2 separate regions of the Mus musculus genome follow, and region 2 is linked to region 1. The links are chromatin contacts, called in public HiChIP or PLAC-seq maps. All regions are on one chromosome and are shown on one strand. The core of a region is the stretch at or near the end of the contact, and the rest is flanking DNA. Distances in the headings are between cores, read along the strand shown. Region 1 has its middle 5.0 kb from the start of 4930503O07Rik. Region 2 overlaps Plxna2 (plexin A2).

Region 1 (6,869 bases), core at 1,171-3,670:
ACCCAGCCCTAGGATTATAGGCCTGCACAGTCAGGGTAAGGTCTAAGTGTTTAGTGACTGAGCCACCTCCCCCCTACCCCCACAATCATGAAACATACTCCAATCTACCTATCATCTACTTCATTTCATCCTCTCAGGTAGATGCTGGAGGACAGTGCTCTCAGCAACCTGTATCATCCCAGGGTAATCTTAGGCTGAGTTGCAATCCTGTGGGATTGAGTTTAGAAAGGGAGATATTGCCATTGGAGGCCTGGACTTGTAGGCTGCAATAGCAATTGGGGATGTTTTTTTTTCAGATATTTGCTTGATAAATAAAAAATATGTATTTATAAAGGAAAAAGCTATATCCATATTTAGGGGGGCTGTAAAAATTGGTTTCTTTGATTGAAGACAGACAGGAATAGGAGTCTTTCTACACAGACATCCTCTCTACTGAGTTCTCTGAAATCATATTCAGAGCTTTTATACATGGAGGTTGGAAAGAGATTTCCCTTCCTCCAATATAGGCTGCCTCTGGTGCCAGATGAGTCCTAGATAGGAAATCAAGCAGGATGTAAGCTCTGTGGTACTGCCTCTAAGAATTGGGAGGGGGTCAGAGAAAGAGGGGACTAGACTGCTCCTGGTGCTGCACTGAGGGATGAGCCGAACAGGTCACATGTGCTGCATCTTCTCAAGCTCATGCCTATGCCTCAGCCTGCTCTTTACCCAAGGAAGACAACAGAGAAGCATTTCTGGGCTCATTCCTACCCCAGATCCCTATCAGGCAATATGTTGAGTTCTTTCCTCATGAATGAATTGCAGTCTGTTTCAGTTCACAAAGATACCCCCTTTTCTACTCAGAATTTAGGAAGTCTGGTAACCTCCACTGTGGGGGAACACACTGTTCCCCAGTCTGTTCTTGAGGGAAATGAAAAGCCAGAAGATTTTCATCTTATGCTGGTCTCCCTCCTCTTGATCTTCGACACTCAGAGGAACCAGGGAGCTCCTTCCCCTGTCAGTCTTCACACAGCACGTTGAGAAGATGTGTTCAGAGCCAGCCAAGATGATAGCACTGTGTTGGTGCTAGACCCCAGATCTGGAGACCCCACACTCATGTGTGCAAGTTGTAGAAGCATGTATGCCTCTATGAACATGGGCAGCAAGATCTCATGTTCATTCACAAACCTTGTTAAAGGGTTGGTTATGAACCAGACATTCTGGGTAAATATTTTTGTGCTTGGGGGACTTTCATGATAGTTCCCAAAAGCTGTTCTTCAATACATCTTATAAAACTTGCAAGACCCCCCCCCCCCCAAGCATGCTGGCGTCTGAACTTACTATTTTTACAGAGACAAATGTGTTTATCTTTCTCCCCATATCACAAAGCACTTCTCTTCAGCTTTAAATCAAACATCTGGCCCACCCTGTCCATAATGCCTTTCCTGATGTTCTCTGCCAAATATTCATGCCAACATATCGACTTTATTTCCAATGCTGCCAGCTTGGTGTTGTGGGAAGAAAATAAATCTAATATGAACCTGTGCACAAATTCATTCTTCACTACTCACTAGATTATTAACCTTGCTTAAGGCCTTTTATTCCAGTTTCCTCACAAGATAAAAGGAATAATGAGGGCATGATGAGACGACCACAAGCCCCCACTTACAGGAGGGGGGGTATGCTGTGTCTTTGGCTGTGTGCCTTTATGCAAATGAGACATAGAGATCCTATGAGCTGGGCAGCAATGGTCCAGAGAAAAATCTCTCTGAAGTCTGGAGTTGTAAGAATAATGAAGTCAAAGGAGGAGGAAGAGTAGAATGGGGGATGGGAGGCAAGGTGAAAAGAGGAAGGAATGGGAGAAAAAGAGGGGGGAGAAACTGCAGTTGGGATGTAAAATTAATTAATTATTAATAAAACACTGCCACCACCACCAACAACAAAAGAATATAGTCTCTGCTCAGCTTTAAACTATGTTGTCTGTTCTGAATGGGAAGATGGGCACATGAGGTAGACAAGGAAAAACAGGAAAAAAAACAAAAGAAAACAAAACAAAAAACCAGTTTGATATGGAGGCCTGTCAGTTTAGACTTAGTACAGAAACAGAAATTCCCATTCCAGCCAGAACTTTCTTAGCAGCCCTGGGAAGTGGAGGCCTGAGAGAAAACTTGTGTGACCATTTAATTCATTACACTGCCCTGAGTCGGGGTGACTCTGGAGACAGCTGATGGCTCCTGAGTATCTGCCAGTAAGAATTTGGCATCAACTTGGGAATCTCTAATGCAAAAGTTCAAGAAACGACTAGAAACTTGTGTAGACATCTTCTTTCCTCAATGAAAATCACATGGTAGGAAACCTGCAGCCCGTCCCTGAGAAGACACTCCTCTAGTGAGAGTCTAGTATGTTCTGGAGGCTATCTTCCTACATACAGGGTCTGAGCAGAGAGTTCTTTCCAGGAAGCTGCCACACAAAGCAGCTTCTGGCTCCTAACAAAGCTGCCCTGTTGGAATGGAAGGCTGGATGCAGACTTCTCTTCCACCAAGGAAAGAAAAATGATATGGGAACAGCTTGGATGGGACGATATTTCAGGCATGGCTAGCTGTTAAAAATGAGCTAATTCAGAAGAGGCACATTTAAATAAATATAATGCAAAGGCACAATGGCACAAGATAATAGTTCTGAACGGGGAATTCTAATGACTGCAAGCGCCTCTCACAGGGCAATTAATACACATGGCCAGGCTGCAGCAGTGCTAGGCAGAGGAAGGGGAGAAGCAGGTCGCAGCAGAAAGGGGGAGGGGGAACCAGAGCAGCTGACAGAAATAGGATTTGATTTCCTTTGCAGAAAGGAGTAATGCTTACAAATATAATAAAAGAGAAAAATAAGTGTGTCAGGTTTTTATAATTCAACTTGTAAAATTCAGAATGATTAGTTTTTGAAGAGGGCAATTAGTCCTCTTTTGCATATTCATGAGGATTTAATGAAATGGGGTTGAGTTTTCACCATTCTTTACTGGTTACCTCCTTTTACAACTCTCCCCCCACCACACAAACTAAAAACATATCTGATACCCATCAAAGGAAGCCTCCTTCCACTCAATTCACGGAACAGTTTTTCTGCTGATTGCTACCAAGAGATGCCCAGGGTTCTCTTTTTAAAATTACTTATTGATAAAGACACCACAGCAATAATTTAGGTATGTGAGGTGTGTGGATCTGCAGGGATTTTTTTGGTGGCAGAAAAGTAGGATATTACTAAAGGTAAGAGGCTGACCCCTCACCTAGACAGAGGGTCAGATGGTTGAAGACAGAGAAGGCAGAAAATAGAGAAAAAAGTCAAGAGAAAGAAGGAGGACAAGGGGAAAGAGAAATGGAATGGAAGGAAACAGAAGGAGCAGGGGTGGGAGAAAGAAGATGAGGAGGGGTAGAGGGAGACGAGAGAGCAAAAAGAGAGGAAGAGAGAAAGGCAAAGGGAGGGAGGGAGGACCTCAAGAAGTGAGGGAGGGACTGAGAAGAAAGGAGAGAAAGAAAGGAGAAAAAAAAGAGCTCTAGGAGGCTAAAGTCCAGGGGACAGTGTTAAGTCTACCAGCAGATACATTTTTCTCTTTTTGTGTATATGCTTTGCAACTGTTTCCAAGAGCAAGCTGATCTAGGAGCCTATGAACAAAGCACTACTAAAGCAACACAGCCAAAAGCCACCTCAGGACAGAGAGACCCTGGTGGCTGATCTAGCTGGCTGCCTTCTCCTCAGTATATTGATTTCTGTTCTAACTAGGTGTTTGTTTGTATTTTTTTTTTTTAATGCCGTTGCTTTCTTCTACCAAGAACCTCTTTGGTCAGCTCAGGGCTTCCAGCCCTGGCATTCTCCCTCTTTCTTGGGCCAGCTTAAAGTTTCAGGGCTTCCAGACTCTACCTTTCCTTTGGTTCTTCCACTGTGAAAATGTTTTGTTTTAAAGTGTATTTCCTGTTTCTCCCATTTCTATGCACACACAACAGATCTGGAAGGCCTGGAAGAAGTGACAGCATTAGCGGATCCAGCATACGGACATGTGAACTACTTTTTGTCTGCACTAGAATTTGTCCATGAAAAATTCAAGGCTTAAACAGAGAAGTTTCTGCAATGAAAGGCAGTGGACACAGATACATATGACCATTCCAGGTTCTGAGAATAGGGGAAGTTAAATGCTTTGTTATAAATGTGGCATTTATACTATCCCCTCTCAGGTCTGGGAAACACTGAAGAAGGACAGGAGAAGGAATACAAGACACAAAACATGGGAGGATATGGGGTCATCTTCCAGACATGATATAACCATTTGAATTAAGAAAACAATTAAACTGTGTTTGCCTTTCCAAAGTCTGCACAGAGTGGGACAGTTAACAGCTAAGCATGGATGAGAGTCTCAAGGGGACCAGGCTTCCTACTGAACTAGTGGCCACTATCAGAGGAATCACAGCTAGTGGTTTAATAATCACTGTTGAGCCTACCCAATCCCATGGTCACAGAGATGTTCTGTTTTGTTTCAAAACCAAACAAAACACACACACACACACACACACACACATATATATATTTACATATATATTCATATATATGAATACAGAATAAGAACTTATAGGGATAGGTAAAAGGGGTAGGGTGATGAGAATAATCAGAATGCATTGTGTACATGTAGGAAAATGTCAAAGAACAAACTTAGTCATAAAAGATTCTTAAGACCAATCAATAAATTGATTGCTCTAGGTCACAATTCCAGTCAGAGGTAGAACTGACATCTGTCCTATCCCACTCTCCTAGCCTTGGCTTCCCAGTGTCTAGATTTTGTGTACTATTACAGTAGAGGTTTCTACTCTTTGAAAAATGTTTTTGGTTGTTTTTTTTTTTTTTATTTTCCCCTGATTCTGGGAAAGAGAAGAAAAATTGGACTAAGGCAGCAGAATGCAATATGAGAATGTTTATTATTCCTAATGGTCCTTCCATTAGGGACAATGTCATTAAGTGTGACACTCGGCTCTTCTCTCTGTGCCTTCTCTTTGGCTTCTAATAGACCACCACAATTTTGCTTATGCTAGGCAATGCTCTATCTGAGTTGCTTCCCCAGTCCTGTATTTAAATCTGCTGTTCAGCCTCAGGAAACCTACATTATACTTTCCAATTCCATTAACAACAACAACAAAGTTAGCATTTTGAACTTGATTTACTTTCATTACTTTAAAAATTAAATGCAAACAAACAAAAAGTGCCATCCATTGGAAACCATCAACTTTCACTGTTAGTCTGCTGAGGGCCTCCTGGGACTAAGCCAGGGTGTGAGATCTGCACTTGGTAACTTGACCTTGGGATAGCTTCCCAACAGGTAAGGGAGGGTGGGTGCCTGTGTAAGTGTGTGAGCACGCTAGCCTTGTCATTCAACCACCTGTGAATTGTTAAAACACAGGAATGGACAGAGATCTAAATGTAGAATCTTTAAAAACTCAATTTGGGGTCTAGGTCAGTGAGAGTATGGGCCTTAGACTTGCCACTGTGTGTGTGTGTGGGGGGGGGGTTCAAAGTGCTATGTCTATAACAGACGTTTGATATCAGCCACTGTCTTGAGAATCATAGTGAAGGGCACTTGCACTGAAGTAAGATGAAAATCAGCTGCTAGAATTCTTCCCTAAATGACATAGACTAGTTTAACCATATTTTCAGTCTATAAGGTAAGATCTTTCAGACACACTGAAAACTGAGAAATTCAGTTGAAATCAGGAAGAACACATTCCTTTGACCTGTAATTTCCTGCTAAAAGTTCCACCTTCAGGTGCAGAGAATAAGGAGGGTGAGCCTTGGAACTCTGTCTTTTCCCTGCTCCCTGACACCCTGCCCAGTGTCTGGTGGGACTGTTCTTTTCCTCTTGACACCTCTGCACACCTGCCCTGGAACAGAGTGTTGGCTCCTTTCTCTGCCTGCAGAGAATTCACACTCTCCAAAGGTAGCTGCATGCTGTCCTTGTGAGGAAATAGGACTTCACAGTGCATGACCGTCTAATTCATAAATAAATATTACACATGTTCCCAGGCGGCCCATTAGCCAGTTAGAGCAATCAGCATCTCTACCAATTAAAATCCTTTCCAAGACTTAAGTCTGTTGGCTCTAGGAAACAAGAAGCCTAATAGCCAGGCAGATATACCTGAGTGGAAACAGCACCACTCTGCTCCAGGAGAAGAGATTGCTGGCTGTAGATGGACGGGTATAAAAGATGCAGGGGTGTGTCTGTGAGGTTAGTATCCAGAATGAAAAGATCAGGGGAGAAGGTGCTTTTACTCACCCTACCTGCAGCGAGCGAAACATGCTTGTAGTAAATACAGCCAGAGTCAAGAAGAGCTTTTCCTTCTGCCTTGGTTTTATGATTTTTTTTCATTTTTTATTTTTTAATATTTGGTAGATTCCATGAAAGAAGTGCCCTGTCTTGAGTTTTCTATTTTCATGGCCCAGCATACTGCCTGTTAGGTATACAGTTGGTAGCAACTTACAGTGAAAAAGTACTTTAGCTGGGTGCGATTGCACACATCTGTCTTTCCTGTGGCTGAAAGAGAATGACTGTGAGTTTGAGGCCAAATCAATCTGCATAGGTCACACTGGGCCACAAACAGAGCCATTGTTTTAAAACAAAACAAAAATTTAAGAGTGATAATCATCGTCATGATAAGTTACAAAAGTCAGTCATTATTTCCATGGTCTGAATGTGACAGATTTTACATGTATGGGTGCCTAAGAGAATCTCAATCATGAATTTTAATTTGGACTTCTTCCTTACTGAAGATTCCTTCCATTTATACAACCCCAAACCAAGAAATCCTATCGAATTTTCTCTCTGCTCAAAGACTTTCCCAGGGAGGCAGATTCCTTCAGTA
Region 2 (6,869 bases), core at 2,563-5,062, 510 kb after region 1:
TACATCAGTGTAGCTATGATCAAAATTGAAAAGTTGAGTATGGTGTCTGTTGAGAATTTCTGCTTCTGTATCATTGTGAAATCAGACCAGAACTTTTGACTATTGTCAAAAGTAGCTAATTTCAGGAGCATTGATAAAATTTCCCCCCTTTAAAAAAGATTCCCAGTCTCAGTTTACATCTTAGACACCAAAGTCTGCCATTTAGTTAAGTCCCTTCAAAGGCATTCTTATCCTGTGTCCCTGACTAGTCTCCTCTTGGACTTCTTCCCTTGGCATGTCTGACCCCTAACCTCACCTTCCTATACCAAAGGCCATGGGCATTTTCTCCTATAAAGGGGATTTGGGGTCAAACTTAGCTTTGTGGCCTATTTTTCATACTTTCTCAGTCACTAGAAGTCAAGAACCATGAGTACAGGGCAAAGCCAGAGCCCAGGGTCTATTAGGCAGGAGCACAACACAGATAAATCTGAGCTCAATGTGATAAGGCTGGACTTGGACCCCATGGCTAGGAGCCTTACTGGAGGCAGTTCTTGACAAGGATCCAGTATGGATTGCAAGGATGGGACTGACCAGGTTCCTCTCCTTGGTTATGAGTAGATGCTGGCTCCATAGGGAACTAGGATATTGCTAATCTCAGGCATCCAGCTTCAAGATAGGAGATCTGTTTAAATTATTTCTTAGCTCCTTTTTTCTCAATCCTTCTCAACTCCTGTTTCCTATCCCACCTGTTTTCCCTAACTGAATAAATCCACTGTTGTCATGGAGACAACACAGCATCAGCATTACTGATGATTCTCTGTAGGTCCCTCCAGAATTCTAAACTAGAAAGGGCCTCACTTCTACCTCCCTAGTGTTTCCAGCTGAGGAGTCCTGCTGGAAAAACAGTGTGCTATTGAAAGATACTGGGGTGTCTGCTTTGTCCCTTGCCTTTCTATCCAATCTGTTTTACCTTCATTCATAGGAGACTAAGCTTAATTTGGCATTTTCAGCCCAGAACCCTAGACCCCGTACAATGATGGGATTCTGTCAGGAATCAGTAGTTGGAGGGGCTGTACTGTTCTCCAGGTATTGTCCTCTTCCTTTAGGGTAGATGAACAGGCTCAGCCCAGAGAGGCCAGGTGGAAATGCTCAAGGACACTGGCAACACTAAAAGCTGGGCCCTCCTGATACCTTCCCATGTGCATGCTGTCCCCTCTAAGAGGATTGCTATTGGAGAATGAGTTGAGTGATTGAGCACCAACTGTACACAAGTCCATTATTTATGAAGACATGTCACATATTTCTCAAAGAAGAACTGATAGTATGGTTGCTTCCATTGTGTGGAAGGAAACAAAAGTTCAAAAAGGTCTAAGCTTACTGCACTATAGGTAACATGAGCAGGAACTGAACTTGAAATGAGGACTGTCTTCTAACCACTTCTTAACCAGCATATACAGTGTCTGTTGCTCTAGAGAGAGTTCCTAAAGAGTCCAAGGCCTACCTGACTGCAATACCAGAGCAGGGCTCAGGGGGCCTTTGCTCACTAGAAGGTTGAATCACACTGTTTGTGGCTAGAGGCCTAGTTCCTATTCTTTCCATCTTGACTTCTGTAGGACCTCTGCAGAAACATAGGAAAGAGAGGAAATGTGTCTGAAAATCTCAACCAACTTTGTACTTCTCTCAGAGTGATAAATAGCTTTAATTACTCTGAATTACTCAGCCACTACCCTCTCACCCAAGTCATTAAAAATAGATTTTCTCTTTGAACTTGCTCTACCCTCAGATCTACAGATAGTCAGGAGTCTTAGGACATGACCTCAGATCAGCTCAGGGTCAGGAAGCTGTGTATTTCTGAAGCTGTAGCCACAGGCTTAAGAAGTACTTCTGGGTTTCTGGAGTTTGTACCTCATTTTTCTTAGTGGCAATGCTCATAGACTTTCATAACTTAGAGGACAGGCAGGTCCTTGATGGCATTTGATTTATTAAGTTTTAAGGATATCTGGATGTGATTATTGTTTTGTAGAGGTAGAGATCTAGTCATGAAGATAAATAATAATGACTACATTACTGGGTGTTGATTGGTAGAAAAGATGGCTGCTGAAAGTATGGACTCAGAGGAGTGCTGCCTGCCGGGTAATTCCCAAGATCATCTGGTCTGGTAGTATTACCCCACTTTGATATGGTCATCACAAAAAAGCCTAGAGCCACACTGGGAACCACAGGCCAGACAGGAATAAAATCATTCCTCTTCTTCAGGAGACTCACATGGCTGGGATCTGCTCATGGCTCTTCCATTATGGTCATCATCAGCTTATAAAACACCTCAGCAGCCAACTGTCTCTCTCTGTGATTTGTCTCTCTCTCTTTACTTTATTATCTCATTTTGTGCTCTCTGGCTTCTGATTCACCAATTAAAACACTGTTGAGATGCAGCAAAGTAGCAGAGAGGTATGTGGGAAGGATGTGCTGGCTGTCAGACCTGGAACAGTCTGGAAGGAGAAGCTTTCCTTTAATTCTTGCTCTTGCCCACTGCCTTTATGTGGGAAACAGACAGACCTGGACTCTGTTTCTTCCACTGACAAATCATGTGACCCTGACAGTTTACTTTATCTGAGACTCTGTGTTCTAATGGGAAAACAAGACTACAAGCATGTCTATATAAGGTTAAGCATAGGGAATAAATAAGATTGTACATGTCAAGTGTCTGGTATGTAGGAGCTACTAGGTCAGTGGCAGCTATTAGAAAATTGTTCTTGCTGCTTTATTTTATTCCATATCCTGTGTTGACTCCTAAGCTCAGAGCAAGGTGATGCCATCCAGCACTCTGTCAGCCACCTGATCTTACTGGAGCCTCCACACCTTTACACTGTCCCTGGGTGGCTTTGGATACCCAGTACTCAATCAGCTTTGTCCCTGTGCAGAAAAAAAGATACATGTATGTAATTTTGGATAGAGACATGACAGGCCAAGGGGGCTATAGTACAAGATAGGTCTAGAGGTGTGACTTAGAGTGGCTATCTCAAGCATACATGAGAGAATCAGAGCTATAGGTGGGCTTTCCTAGCCACTAGCAGCCTTTTACTCTCTGTGAGGACCTTGACTACCATTGGTGTAGAAACAGGATAGACCCTTTGTTGCTAGGCAGAATCCTCACTGGGCTCTCCACAGTGTTTGCAACAAGTTATAACAGTGACATGACTTGGTGGAGGCCTTCCCACCAAGACAACAAGACCCATCCCATATCCCATCAGCTAGCACCATTAGGTGCTTTCTGCTGCAGGTACAGGAGGCCTCCAACCTCCTAGACCTACTCTGCTTCAGATCTGGCCCATTGCCTCTCTCCTGAAATTTATCTTTCCTATCCCACAGCAGGAGCCTTTACAGCTTGTCTCAGGGATAAAGCCACTCCCACTCAGTGTAACAGACAGTGAAGACAACTCTTTGGTGCCTTAATTTTCTGTTGGATCCAGCCTGGATCATAGCATATAATAAAATGCAATGATCTGCTCTCTTGGAGTTGGGCAGATCAAACTGAGATCATTCTATGAATTTAACCCCCTTTGCAGTAGGCCTTTGTCTATACAGGACTCAGGGAATGATTCTCTAGTGCTGGCAGAGAAGAAAATGGGCTCAGCTGAAATCCTACAAACTTGGGTCAAAAACAATCTGTAGGGAAGGACTGCTACAAAAGGCACAAAGGGAGGAAAGAGGCCAGGGAGTCATTTCCATCAGTTTCAGCTGCTGTGTGCTTTGCCCCTGGCCCTGGGGATCAGACTGTTGTTGACTAGGGCAACTGCATGCTCCAGCCAGGCTGTCTATGACACCTCCCACCCTGTCACCTGGCTCTCAGCCATGGAGAAAGCCTGTGTTCCTTTCTTTGTGTCAGGAGCAGGGCACACATGTAGGGACAGGTGTCCCATCTGGCAGGGGGCAAGCAAATTCCAGAGAAGCAGAGGATTAGATGTTCAGTGTCTGGGGAACAGCTTTCCCTTATCCTTTCCCTCCTACTCTGTCTCTCATTTACATGGTCCCAAAGGAATCCTGTGAGACTCTGAATACTGTACTCCAGCTGCTACCCCTGCAGCAAGTGGTTAGCTACTGCCCTGGCCTCTGAGCCACTACTATACCTTGATTTTACCTCCATTATAGCTTTTACTCCACTGGAATGAGTCTTGATTCCCACTGAACTATGGGTTCTAACAGGGTAAAGAATGCACCCCTTTGTCTCACAAATTAGATGACCAAAAGGTTCATTGAACACCTGGGACTCAGGCATGATCTATATCACAGAAGTCTTCTACTTTCAAGTCAGGTGTTCATCTGGAAGGTACAGGTATCAAAACCACTTTTCTCCTTCCAGGTTTTCATACAGGGTAGCAGATGAACACTAGTGTTCTGTCCTTTTGGACAGTCAGCTTTGAGGTCTTGCTCTATTACTTCTGGGAATTCTTGCATCTAGAAATTTATGCATTTCTCTGTAGACAGAAACTGTGCAAGGCATCTGCCCAGTGTGAGTATGGAAGTTTTATCAGGGTCCCAGAATCATCCTGTCTCAGGAATGGTCTTCAAGAACTTCAGGAACAAGGAAGATTCAAGTAGCTTCCCCCAGAGACTTATCCCCACAGCCAATCATAATCCTAGGATATCCCTAATGAGCCCAGTGTACTGAGTGGAGAGAGTTGGGGGAAGAGACCCCACATGTATACCCCACTGAGCCCTACTAATTAAGGTTCCAGAAGGCACCAACAATGCAGGGCCCCCTGGGCCACAGGAGCTAAGAACATAGCATGAGTCATCTTTAATTAGGACTATTTCTTAAGTAAATGACTTAATAGGACAGTTATATTCATTAGAAGTGTAATTATAAGACATAAGCTCAAACAGGAAAGAATGTGGAGTGTGAGGGTGGAACCCAGTCAGAGGTAGTAGCTCATGGGTGCCAGGGAGGCAGCAGGCATGCAGGGGCAGGAGATGATGCCCTTCTGTCCGAGTCTTCCCATATAATTCATCTCAGAACTCCTAAGCCAATCCAGGAATCTGAGATCCCAGTACTCACTGGAGGAGCTTTAGCCTAGTTAAGATGAAGTAATAAGCAAACACTGACTAAAGAATCAAGGAGTGCTCCATTAAACTCTGAATTGGCCCTGGAAAAGCCCTGCTCACAATATATCATACCCACTTTAGGAAAAAAAACAAAAAAAACAAAAACGCCCATTCTCCTGAGGCCTGAGGCCTGGCTCTATCTGGTTCTAGCAAGTGCAAGACTACCTCCTGGGCTCCACACAGGTCTGCCCCAAACTTCTCAGGTCTGAACTTGGATACTTGAAGATTCCAAGGACTAAGACTTAAAAGGACCTAATTTCTCAAGCAAGGTATGGTAGCACACAAAGGCAGGAGGAAGGAGATTTCCTGCCTAAGCTACCTAGAAAGACCTTGTCTCCAAAACTAAACTAAAATAAAGCTAAACATCTGATGGAGGAAGCTCGTTTCTCCTTGGGTTTGAAGAAGTCCCCAGAATTCTTTTGTTTGCATCCAGGCTCTTAAAACATTACTTCTTCCCATAGCCTAAGGGCAGTCTGGTTCTTATTTATCCTGACCCCAAGACCTGCCATTTAAAAATGTCCTAAAGAAGCTTAAGTCAGCTGTGCCAGAGGCTTCTAAATGTCAGCACACCTACAAACCAACTGGAAAGATGGAGGTCTGACTGAGCAGGCCTGGACTTTGTTGTCTAACCTTATGGTGCTAAAAGTGGTTGTAATTCAAGGACTGTGCATTGAGAGCACAGCTCCTTGGTAGACCCTATTATAAAAGATATTCTTTTGACCTGTGAAAAACAGACTAAGGAGTTCAGAGACTTTCTGCAGTCTAGCTCCTTTGGTCTACCATAGCCTTACCAAGGAAACTCAAGCCCACATTTCTAATTCATACCTTGCCACCTTGTCCTCATACTGGCTCCTAAGAAACTCTGCTTTTCTGGGATGCAGGTCTATCCTCCTGAAATATATTAAAGATATTCATCCTGAAGGACCCAGGCCATGCCAAGACTTACACAAAATCCCCCTGGTGGCACAGGCAGACAGACCAAATGTTGGTCACAGACAGAAACTTCAGGCTTGGTTGCCACTTTCCTAGTAGCTACATTTCAAACAGTAAAAGATCTCATTTAACCTAATATATGCAAAACATTAACTTTTGGAGATGTCAATATCAAATTCCTAGTGTGATGTTTGCTTTTTTTCTTTACCAAATCTTCAGGATCAGTATACATTAGATATTCATAGCACACCTCAGTTTGGACTAGCGCTCTCAAATATTCAAAAGGCACACAGGGTTAGTGATGGTCATATTAGATAATGAAGACACCAGTGTCTTTCTTATCCCAGAATTCCCTCTGTCTTTTTTCATGTTACCCCTAGAATATAGCACTTTGGTCTTGTGATAGCTCATGGATTGTTTGAAGTAATAGCTTTGTTTTAATGCTGGTTGTTTGTTTGCTTGTTTGTTTGTTTGTTTGTTTGTTTTTATTCTCCTGAAGTGTGTACTACTAGCCCATATGGAGAACCAGACCAAAAGCACTAGCTGATGGGTGAAATTAAAGTTATGTGACAGTATACACAGGGCAGGTCCATGGGAGCTTCCTACTGTAAGGATCTCCTCCCAGTCTCTCTGGCAGCTGTCGCTCTGATTTGTGCCTAGCTTGTAGATCATAAAGAATAATGCAAGTTCTCAAGCCCTCCCTCCTTCTAAGTTTCCTGTTTCACTCTACTCTGCCTTAAAAAAAAAAAAAGTCACACCAGGAGGGCCCAGGAAACAGGAAAAATAGTTGTGCTGTTGGTTTCATGTTTGGAGAAGAACAGGGTTTCACTATCTCCATGGCACTTGGCATGAAA

What was found. HiChIP or PLAC-seq counts read pairs in DNA pulled down with a chosen protein or histone mark.
Region 2: a contact with region 1 is called in an H3K27ac HiChIP or PLAC-seq map of stem cell-derived neural progenitor cells, with 6 times the contacts expected there. The contact joins two enhancer-like sites. A contact is called at or near these places in 1 of 484 Hi-C or Micro-C datasets (brown adipocytes) and 2 of 115 datasets of contacts at active chromatin or transcription factors (astrocytes and stem cell-derived neural progenitor cells).

Annotation. Positions count from the first base shown.
Region 1 is chr1:194,224,316-194,231,184 of GRCm38.p6, forward strand. No RefSeq gene overlaps it. Among named protein-coding and RNA genes, the nearest start is that of 4930503O07Rik, 5.0 kb to the left of the region's middle. Within about 2 kb of position 2,421, at least 30 of the 459 cell types and tissues checked have an H3K27ac peak or open chromatin away from gene starts, as enhancers often do. A contact at or near this core is called in stem cell-derived neural progenitor cells, where this site is marked.
Region 2 is chr1:194,736,184-194,743,052 of GRCm38.p6, forward strand. All of the region lies in intron 4 of Plxna2 (plexin A2), which reads left to right. Among named protein-coding and RNA genes, the nearest start is that of Gm46202, 20 kb to the left of the region's middle. Within about 2 kb of position 3,813, at least 30 of the 459 cell types and tissues checked have an H3K27ac peak or open chromatin away from gene starts, as enhancers often do. A contact at or near this core is called in stem cell-derived neural progenitor cells, where this site is marked.